2 separate regions of the Macaca mulatta genome follow, and region 1 is linked to region 2. Evidence: chromatin contacts called from public Hi-C data. All regions are on one chromosome and are shown on one strand. The core of a region is the stretch at or near the end of the contact, and the rest is flanking DNA. Distances in the headings are between cores, read along the strand shown. Region 1 holds the start of EPC2 (enhancer of polycomb homolog 2). Region 2 holds the start of ORC4 (origin recognition complex subunit 4).

Region 1 (4,746 bases), core at 1,712-4,211, 640 kb after region 2:
AATTTTTTATTTTATAAGAAGTTTTTTTGTTTTTAGCACTAACAATTATATGAGTATTCAACAAATCAGTCAGAAATAAACTTTATGAAAAGTAATATTTGCATAGAAATAAAAGTTATTTTCCAAATGTGAACAGAGGCATTCTGGCTTGGGCACTGAATTGGAAGCCAAGAAAACACAGGCTGTGTCTCCGTTGAAATGCATATTGTGTTATTTGCCTCAAACGGTTTTATTCCCAGCTCTATAATCATTGCCTACAGGGCGAGAAGAAAATGGAGATTTGGGGAAGAAATCGTTTACGTGGTCAAAGTAAAAGAACAATAAAGAAACAACTACTACAGCAAAAAATTCCTTCCTGTAAATTCCAGGTTTCAAAAAGCTGTTTTTGAATTACATTAATTGGTTCTAAAATTTCTATGCCCAAAGGTAGGAAGCTGGACAACAGGGTAGGCCACAGTAAGAACAAATATTGGCAGCAATAGCTAGGTCAGGTGACAGGCCAGTAAGATATGTGAACTATAAGCTAGAGTGGCATGGGGTCAGTATCAGTGAATTTCTTCATGGAATATCAGTTAACAAATATACTTTAGATGCCTGCCATATGTGAGGCATGGAACTGGGGATACAGTGATTGACAGACAGATGTTGTTCCTGCCCTCCTTGGTCTACTGCAACTTTAGACTCTGGCTTATGTGCTCTCTTGGCCGTTGGCTGGAAGGTCTTAGTAATCAACTTTGAATTAGCAGCTCTAGAATGCTGACTGGTCAATAAACTGAGGAGCCTGGATAGCAGGGTAGCACCACTGAGAAAACAAGAGTTTTGGAGTCAGGTCAGACCTGAATGTGAGCCCAGTTCTGCAAATTGTTGGAACTGAAATTTGGCAAATTATCTGATGCTCAGTTTTCTTACTGGTAAAATTATATTTTTTTCATAGAGTTATAATAAGAATTAAGTGGAATTCAACTAGTTGAGATAATATATATAACATGTTGCTACAATGGTTGGTATATTACACATAGTCAATATTTCCTTTTCTGAGAGAAACAGTAAAACTAAACACAGGGACTAGAAGAAAGCTATCCTTTCTGAACCTGAGGAGGGCTGGGCATCCAGATGAAAGCTCTGGATGACTCATTTCTTCAACTATTGCTTTTTTCTTCCCTTTCAGGCTTGAACCCAGTGCTGACCCCCTCCCAAGAACTTTTTGTTCTTGCTTACAGAGGATTGGAACTGTTCCAGAGGTAGCACTTAGAGAGCAGGACATGCCCATAAGCTTGAGGAAGGTACTGCTTACAAGAAATGAGTCACAGCACCTCCATTGTTTCCAACAACAAAGTGGATGAAAAACACTGAAGCCCCACTAAACAACACTCGGAGTTTTGCTGGGACAGACTGGTTAGACTATTTGGATACTACCATGAATACTATATCCACCATTCTGCCTTCAAACGAGGAGACTGTAGAGAGAAAAGGGAAAGAGGAAGATGAGGAAAAAGGGGGAGGGGAGGAAGTTAAGGGGAAGAAGGACGTAATAGAGGAAGAGATATAGTTTTAACGTCACATAGAAATAACAGTGGGAATCAATTTTTTCACTGTTGGTCTTTAGGAAATATCTGCCTTTCTCTGAGTTAGGCAGAGTATTGATCGATTATTAGAAAATGGTAAAATGTGTTAAAAACTCTCTTTGTACGGTTTTGTGAGAAATGTGTAATGCTTAAAGACTAACCAAGAGCCTCTTGGCTAAACCAGGTGGATGTCAACAATAGCTAGTACTTATTTGAGTCACCTTGATTTTCCCTCCTCTTGAGAACTTTCTCTAACCTGTTTAGGCTGTAGTCATGCCTCCTTTCTCTGAACTCTCACAATTATTGCCTAGATCTCGTTTGGTAATTAATCATGTCCTACTTACTGCCTGTGTCATCTCTTGTATTGTTTTCTTAAAATATTTACACTTTTTTTTCGGTTGTCATTTATCTTTCCAGCTGTCATTTTCTTTAACTATTTACATCTCTTACTGTTACTCATCTTTCCAGCAGTCCTGGCATTCCATTACGGTGAAAGCTCTCTGAGGCAGGAACCTTTTCTCAGACTTCTTCGAGTCTTCCACAGCACCCCACATTTGACACACATCTGCTACTTCGCAAATGTGTGCTGCCTTGGTTAAATTTTTAGAAGCTGAACTTTTAGTAAAACTACTATTTTTGAACTCAGAGAAATACCTACCATCCACTAAACAGCTGTACCGAAGTTTCGGTGACAGGGAACCTAAGTTCACTTGTTGCATCTGGCAGCCTCAAACCATGAACCCTTACTGCTGCCCTGAGCGTCCTCCTCGCGAAGCCGAGGACTAGCGCGCTGCTGCACCTTGGAGAGCTCTTTCGGACAGGTACGGAGGGGAGGGCGGCGGAGAGGGCTGGCACCAGCAGCGCGGCGCCCCTCGGAGCAGAGTGATGGGAGAGACCTGTCGCATCTCTCCGGGATGAGCGCCTCGGTGGATGCGAATTAGCCTGCGCTCAGGGCGCCTTGGGGGATAAGCGCTGTCCGAGTACAGGCTTGGGTGATGGCTAGTGGGGTCCGGGTCGACATCTTCCCTTCCCGCTCCCGGACTTCTGCACACACGCGCTGCTCGGCGCAGCAGTCTTTGCCCGGCGCCTTCCTGCGGGACACCCAGCGAGAGGGATGACCGGGCGGCGGAGGCAGAGGCGCACGCTCCCGGGCGCGGGCGAACTTGCGCACCTGGCACCTGCCACACAGCGAAAGCACCGGCCGGCGAGCGGAGGGGCGCCGCAGCCGCCCCCTCTCCCTGGAGCGGACCGAGACCAGCACGCTCCCGCGGGCCGGCAGCGCCGCGTAGAGAGTGGGTGGGCAGGCAAGGGAGGGGAAGGGAGAGGAAGGAGGGAGGGAGGGAGAGGGCGAGGCGCGTTCCCGCGGCGGGGGCGCGCTCTCGCGCGGGCTGCCGGGATCGCTCGCCGCCGCTGTGGTAATGTCCGCCATGTTGGCCATGGCGCAGGGAGCGGATCGGGCGGGCGAGCGGCGGATCTAGTGTGTGGAAGCGGCCGCGGGCGGCGGGGGGCTGTTTTCGGGCGGGGTGGGCGCCCATGCTGTGGCCGGGGGCAGTGAGGAGGAGGAGGAGCGGGCCGGCCGCGCTGCACTGAGGAAGGAGGTGGAGGAGGCGGCGGGAGTCCTCCCCCCCTCCCCGCCCGCCCCGCCGCCGCCGCCCGGGCTGTTCCTGTAAGGCGGGGAGACAATGAGTAAACTCTCCTTCCGAGCGCGGGCGCTGGACGCCGCCAAGCCGCTGCCTATCTACCGCGGCAAGGACATGCCTGATCTCAACGACTGCGTCTCCATCAACCGGGCCGTGCCCCAGATGCCCACCGGGATGGAGAAGGAGGAGGAATCGGTAGGGACTCGAGTGTTTATTACCCCCCCTTCCCTCCTCCCCCCTCCCCTTTGTCAGTCGGGCCTCGCCATTCACAGAGCGCTTTACGCTCGCTGGAGGGCGCCGCTGCTGCTCTAACGCACGGGACTCTACGCCGGCGGAGTAGCGTAAACCCTCTCGGCTGGCGTAGCGCCCGCCCGCGGCCGCCATGTTGTTGCGTCCCAGTGTTGTGATTAGCTCGCAGCGCTGCTTACGCTGCCGTAAGGGGGCCTTGCCGTAAGCGGCGGCCGGGAATGGCGCAGGGGATGCGCTGGCCGCACTTGGCGTACGGTCTCTGTTTACCTTCCCACCTCCCTCCCCCAGGCGCGGGGCTAATTAATGGCGGGGTATTATTTGGCTAGGCAAGATGATTATTTTTTCCACTTTTAAATTTTGTATTGGGTTCTCTTTGAAATGACTGTAGAAGGGCGCTTTCAAAACAAACATCTTCCTCCCAGCAGTGTAATCATCCTGGCTTCCCCGCCCGCGACGGTGCAGCGGGATGAGGCGGTACAGCACTGCGGCGGGGGAGGGCGGGGACCACGACTACCGACCGGGTAGTAGCGTCCGAGAGCCGCCCGCCGGCCAGTTCAGCCGACCCGACCCGAGCCGGGCGCGGGGTGGACGGGCTCTGACAGCTTCGCCGAGACGGCCGTGCTCCGTGCGCAGTGTTAGAGAGGAGCCGGGGATGCCCCGGAGCGAGCTGCCGGCGTAGCGTTGTCCTCGAGAATTGTCATTGCGAGGTGATCCTTAGAAGTTGAGGACCTAGTGCATCTAAATTGGCAGTTGTAATTTTGATAATACAGCACCTTTTGGGAAAACTGCTGCTTTTTCTCCGATGGGTTAAATTTTGCAGACGGTTGAATATCTGGCTTAACAGAGAGTGTTTATGACTCGAGTGGTGTTACTTGCTTGCGAAGTTCATAGTAACTGCACCCTCAAGAATTTCTTCAATGAACCTGCAGTCCCGCCTTATTGTCAACCTCGGGTGTGTGTGGATTGGTTCTCTTGCTTCTGTGGCTGTCAAAAGGAAGCTCGAGGTTTCCGTGATTGGTTTTCTCTTTTGACTATTAATATTGCAGGAAATGCTTTTATGCCTTTGATTGGCTGGTCGAGTTCTGACCTCACTGTGTTACCCTGTTATTACTACTTTGCTCTGATTTAATCACATTTCTCTTTGATTACTTGAAAGTCTTATATTTTCAGTAGAAAATGAATATGGCCGTAGTATCAGGATGAACTTAACTGTGTGTGTATACAAACGTATATGTAATACATATATATACATGCACATATACATATGTGTGTGCATAGATATAAATATATAT
Region 2 (5,383 bases), core at 1,188-3,687:
ACTTTGGGAGGCCGAGGTGGGTAGATCACTTGAGGTCAGGAGTTCGAGACCAGCCTGACCAACATGGTGAATCCCCCGTCTCTACTAAAAACACAAAAAAATTAGCCGGGCGTGGTGGCACATGCCTGTAGTCTCAGCTACTCGGGAGGCTGAGGCAGGAGAATTGCTTGAATCCAGGAGACAAAGTTGCAGTGAGCCCAGATCGCGCCACTGCACTCACTGGGAGACAGCAAGACTCTGACTCAAAAAAAAAAAAAAAAAAAAGAAAAAAAGAAAAAGAACCTACCCAACAGAATTAAATACCAACATAATAAATATGAAGGATTTTAGATTCTTGGTTTTTGAAAAACGTACAAAGATGATATTCCTTCAAAATACCTTTACAAAACAACTGAGACTGTAATGGTTTATATTGATTGTATGAAAACAATGTGAAAAAGAACCAGTACTATTTCACTATAAAAGCTTTACTAATGTAAATGTATAAATTCTTTCTTAAATATTTGAATTCTAATTTTATGATAGAAATTCATTATTTTCATCAAAAACAGCTGGCATTTGGGAAACCAAAGGCTCAAAAACTAAGAATAGTAACCATAGAAGACGAAACAGTCCTTTTAAAACTCATCATCTACACTACAAGGGGAAACTTTGATCACGTCCTTTCTCTTCATCAATCGTAAAACTCAACATTAAGGACTACACAATCCCACATCCCTCTCCGAGAGAAAGCAAAGGCTTTGTGTTGTAGCAACAATGCAAGACACGGAGGGAAGCTCCACTCAAGACTTCCCTGCCTGCTCCTTCCCCAAAGCCACTCCAGAATACCAGGGAGGGTTAAGAGGTAAGGCATGAAGAGCGCAATATCCAATATAAGCAACGCGTCTGATGCATCTGGTCAAAATGCATACAGAGGACTTGTCTCTGTCCCTAGATACAGGTCTCCCGTTCTGCAGTCATGAGGATCAGCTGCTGAGCCTTCACAGTTCCCTTCTCGGACCGTCACGCTCCTCACTTACCACCCCGATGCAGAGCTAGTCTCAGGACTCCCTGCACGTGTCGAGGATTCGTCGGCAGGCTCATGGGGGTGCCAAATGACAGAGCTCGCCTGGTCCTGGCCTTCCCGGCCTATACAAGCCTGCCCCCTTCCCAATTTCCAGTCTCCACAGCCTTCCATCCTCCCCCTTTCGATTCACCTTTCGCCACTGACGCCCCTGGCCTTCGTTTGCAGCAAGTTTACCCCACCATTACCTCCCGCATAAAAGCCTGCCTTTGCCAGGGCAAAGGGGGGTACCAACGCCTGCAGGAATTGCTTCACAGGATCGGCTGGACGCGTCCTCTGCTAGGCTTCACCTGCTGTTGGCGACGGTACACAACCACTCCCAGCATGCCCCGCGCACGCACCACCTCTCCCACCCCGCCCCTCTCCCGCCCAAACACGTGACCCCCTTTCGTCTCCGTCCACGCCCACTTCCGTTCCTCCACTTTCCCTTAGGAAGGAGGAGGGAGCTGGGGGTGTTAAAAGCGTAGCGACTTCCTCCTCTTCCCCGCCCCCGCCCCTGTACCCCTTGCTACAATGTCTTCCGGGTCGCGAGCGCCTCTGAGCCTTCTGGGAAAATAGCTCATTTCCTCCCCTCCCCCTCCTCCTGCCTTCAACCAACCAGCCACCCGTCAGAGAGGGACATGCGCAGTGAGTGCCTCCCGTCTCTTCTACCCGAACCCCCCTCCCCCCCAAGCAGAGAGACCCCAGCAGCAGCAGCAGCTGATGATGAAGAGAGAGGCAGTGGCAGAGGGGGGGCACCTTTTATTTCTATTTTTAAAGGGACAGGACACTAATTCTATCCCACTTCAACCTTGAATTGAGGGGGGTGGGGGGAAGGCGGCTGAGTTCCTTCCCCCACCCTCCAGCCCTGAGCCCTGAGAGGGGGATTGAGCCTGAGAGAGGAGGAGAAGGAGTTTCTTCTTCTTCGAAAACCCCCATCCACGACTCCTACCCCCTCACCCCTCCAACTCGCCTCCCTCCCGAGCCCCCTCCACCCTCCTCCTCTTTGGCCGTGAGAGGAGGAGAGAAAGAAACCAAAAGCCTCTTAGCAACACAGACCCTTTGCTGCTGCTGCTGCTGCTGTTGCTGCTGCTGCTGCTGCTACTGCTGCTGCTGCTACTGCTGCTGCTTGGCCCTGGCTGGAGACATCTCACTACACCCAGGAGCAGCCACTTCCCCAGCTCTCCTCCTCCTCCTTCGCCTCCTCCTCCTCCACTCCCCCCCTTTATTACCCTTTGTGTCATCCTCCACAGCTCCAGGGAAGGCACTCAAAAGTGGGGGGCAGGAAAGGTAAGTGTGTCTGTGGGGGCTTCATTGCCTTCCTCTGGCTCTGACTTTCACTCCGGGGCAACAGTAGCACCAAACCACATACGCAGTGGAGCTCCGGGGTGAGGAGGGGGTGGTGCTGGGGGGGGGGGTGAAGGAGGGGTTGGAGTAGGGAGGGGTGTGTGAGATGGGGTGCCCATCCTGTCAGGGGAGGAAGGGCACTTTTATTTTTATTTGCTGTTGTCAAAAGTGGTTTCTCTCCTCCAGCTAACATCTGATTGTGTCTTGCTCCAGTGGGGGAGAATACAAAAACAACCCCCTCCTTCCTCCAATGAGGCGCCAGGGAAAGAGACAGAAAGAGGCACACTTTCTAGATGTCACTTAAAAAAAATTCATTGGAGAGCTCTTTTTCCCCAGGAAAAGCTTCACTGCATTTGTTTCTGAGTGGGAAAATGTCGGGATCTGGATTGTATTGGAACTGCTTATCCATTTGTAGACCTGAGTGTTTTCCCCTTTTTGGTCCTGTATGAGATTTGGATATTGACTTTAGTGTTGGAAGACTTGATTGGTTTTTGCTTTAGGGGTTTCATTTTCCATTTTTTCGTTTTGTCTGACTTCCATGGAAAATTTCAAATTTTTAGTTGGTAGAGGCCTTTGGTTAGGTTTTGACTTGCATTATTGCTTTTTTTTTTTTTTTTTTTTTTTGTTAAATGTCTGTTTCATATATCAGTATATAAAGTCCAAAGCTCTAAAACGCTTAAAGTTTAAATGCCACTAGTATTGTCTGTTCCCACATATGTTCCTGATACTTATTTTCCATATGATGAGAATATTAGGTATTTTATAATTAATCTGGGTATTTTTGTAATCTTTGTAACTTGTCTGAACAAGTAGTCCCCATTGAAAACTTTATGTTGTTCTGGCTGCATGGAAGGCCAAACCTCTCCATCAATAGTTTGCTGGATTGGTACCACTTTCAGTTTTAGCTGAATTATTTATTTACTGTTGAAAATTGAGATGAGCTTTTCATCTCAATTTCTCTTCGGGTTCTGAACCAAATTGCTCACTATATGTAAAAGGACACAAATTTCTAAAATATGTTTTGATGAGTCAAAGCAATCATGAACTTATAGTTAGTATATTAATTTCGGTTAGCTATAAATTGAAAGGTAAATCCAGATTTAAGTTTATGGAATAACAGTATTGATAAAAATCACTATTCATTTTTCTATAGTATGTTCTTAGTGCATAGCTTTAAAATCCAGTGTTGTATTTTATTTCACAAATGCTAGAAAGTATGTTTCTGATGTAGGCCTTTTACTAGGGCTTATATTGGAAAGTGTTATTTTGTTTCATATATACATTTCTTTATTCTCTCCTTGAAGATGGATGCACACATGCATATACACACACTCTGTCGCTCTCACTCTCTCTCCCTCACACCCTTTTTTTTTTTTTTTTTTGTAACTGCATTGGTATCTCTGATCCCATAATTTATGTCAGCAAAAAATATTCTTCTGTAAAGCAGCAATTTTGTGATCAGACTGGCAATATGAAAACAGCAATTTGATCAACTAGAAAGGATTGAAGAAATACAAATCTAGAAGTATATTTGGCATAAATATTATAAAGACATGGTAATACTTCTAATTTTTTATTTGCTTGATGGTTAAAGTTAAAACATAATATACTCATATTTTAGTGACAGTAAAGCATTGCATATGTAGAAACTTGTTCTGTAAAATTTTAATTATCAACTGTGTGCAAAAGTAGACATTTACATACCGAAATAAAAAAGCTTTATAGCAGTAAACAATATGATCTTATTTCCCTTCTGTTATAAATTTGAACAATTTTTTACCTTTCTCTGAGATGTAATTAGTGTGCTTAAGCAGAAATCTGTGTCAAGTTCAAGTTTTTCTTCCAACATCAATACTGCAATTCCAAGTCCTTGTAAGGTTTCTTGTTCTCACCTTAAAACCTCAGCAACCTTAAAGGTAAGAGAGAGACAGTAGAACTTACTGAAGAAATTAATTTTAAGTAAGCGAATTATGTAGGTAATTGGGGTGGTAGTTGCCCAGTAGGCAGCTGAGTGAAAATTTAGTCTTGAGTTTAATGTCTTTCCTGATTTTGTTTCTTTTTTTTTTTCAAAACATTTTTTATCACACCCCTCACCCTCACCCCCATGATCCTTTTGGTTAGAAGATTCCAGACTTTATCTGAGTTGGATAATGATTTATGTTTAGAAAACCTTGTTAAGTATTAAGAACTGTTGATTCTTTAGGATTGTAATTGTTCAACTGGGTGATATCTTGGAGGTCACTTTATCCAACTCTATATATTGCCGAAGTTCTGAGAACTCGAACTTGCCTGAGGTTCCAAGGCCTGTAAGTGGCAGAGAAGGGAGCAGAGAACTCAGGTCTCCTGATGCTCACTATGCTGCACTACCTCATTTCCTTTGTCAGAAATGAAACTATTATGTACAGTTCTGGGTATACCACTTCAGGATTTCATATGGGGGCATATTATTGTACGAATATTAAGGTGAATAGCTTTAAAGCTATTATTTTGTCTACTTAAATTCAGTAATTTGTTAATTTTTTAAAGAAGTACTAATTGTACCTATTGTAGGTTATTACTATTTTGAAGATAATTTCAGCTTTCTCTAATACTTATTTTCCTCCTGCACTTACAATTAATCAGTAAATATACTTACTGTTGTATTAAGGACCCATACTTATAAGAATAAATGGAATGCATATTCTATTATAAATGCTTACTTGTGAGTCTTGCCCTATGTACTGCCTAAAAACAAACATTTTTATTTTGTTAACACATCCTTCTACTCTCAGCACAATATCTGGTACACAGTAGGTCCTACTGGTAGCTTGTCATAATCCATGTTAGTTTTAGAGTTAGGCATATTTGAATTTCTTTACTTCCATATGTGGAATTCGTTTCCTCTCCTTTTCTTGTCCTCCCTTGCCACAATTTTCACTACCATGAACGTTTTTTCTTTATCCCTACTGTGGCTCTCATTTTATCTAATTAACAGCCAAAGTAAATACTATTAGC

The links. A called contact is a pair of places that touch in the nucleus more often than the background predicts.
Region 1: a Hi-C map of fetal cortical plate shows a contact between it and region 2, with 2.1 times the contacts expected there. The contact joins the promoter of EPC2 here to the promoter of ORC4 in region 2. A contact is called at or near these places in 2 of 14 Hi-C or Micro-C datasets (fetal cortex germinal zone and fetal cortical plate).

The regions. Positions count from the first base shown.
Region 1 is chr12:53,638,644-53,643,389 of T2T-MMU8v2.0, forward strand. It overlaps EPC2 (enhancer of polycomb homolog 2), which reads left to right and starts at 2,962. Exons shown (of 14, transcript XM_015110068.3): 1 at 2,962-3,400. The coding sequence starts at 3,248.
Region 2 is chr12:52,995,666-53,001,048 of T2T-MMU8v2.0, forward strand. It overlaps ORC4 (origin recognition complex subunit 4), which reads right to left and starts at 2,438. Exons shown (of 14, transcript XM_077956940.1): 1 at 2,275-2,438. MBD5 (methyl-CpG binding domain protein 5) reads left to right here and starts at 2,296. Exons shown (of 14, transcript NM_001266707.1): 1 at 2,296-2,332.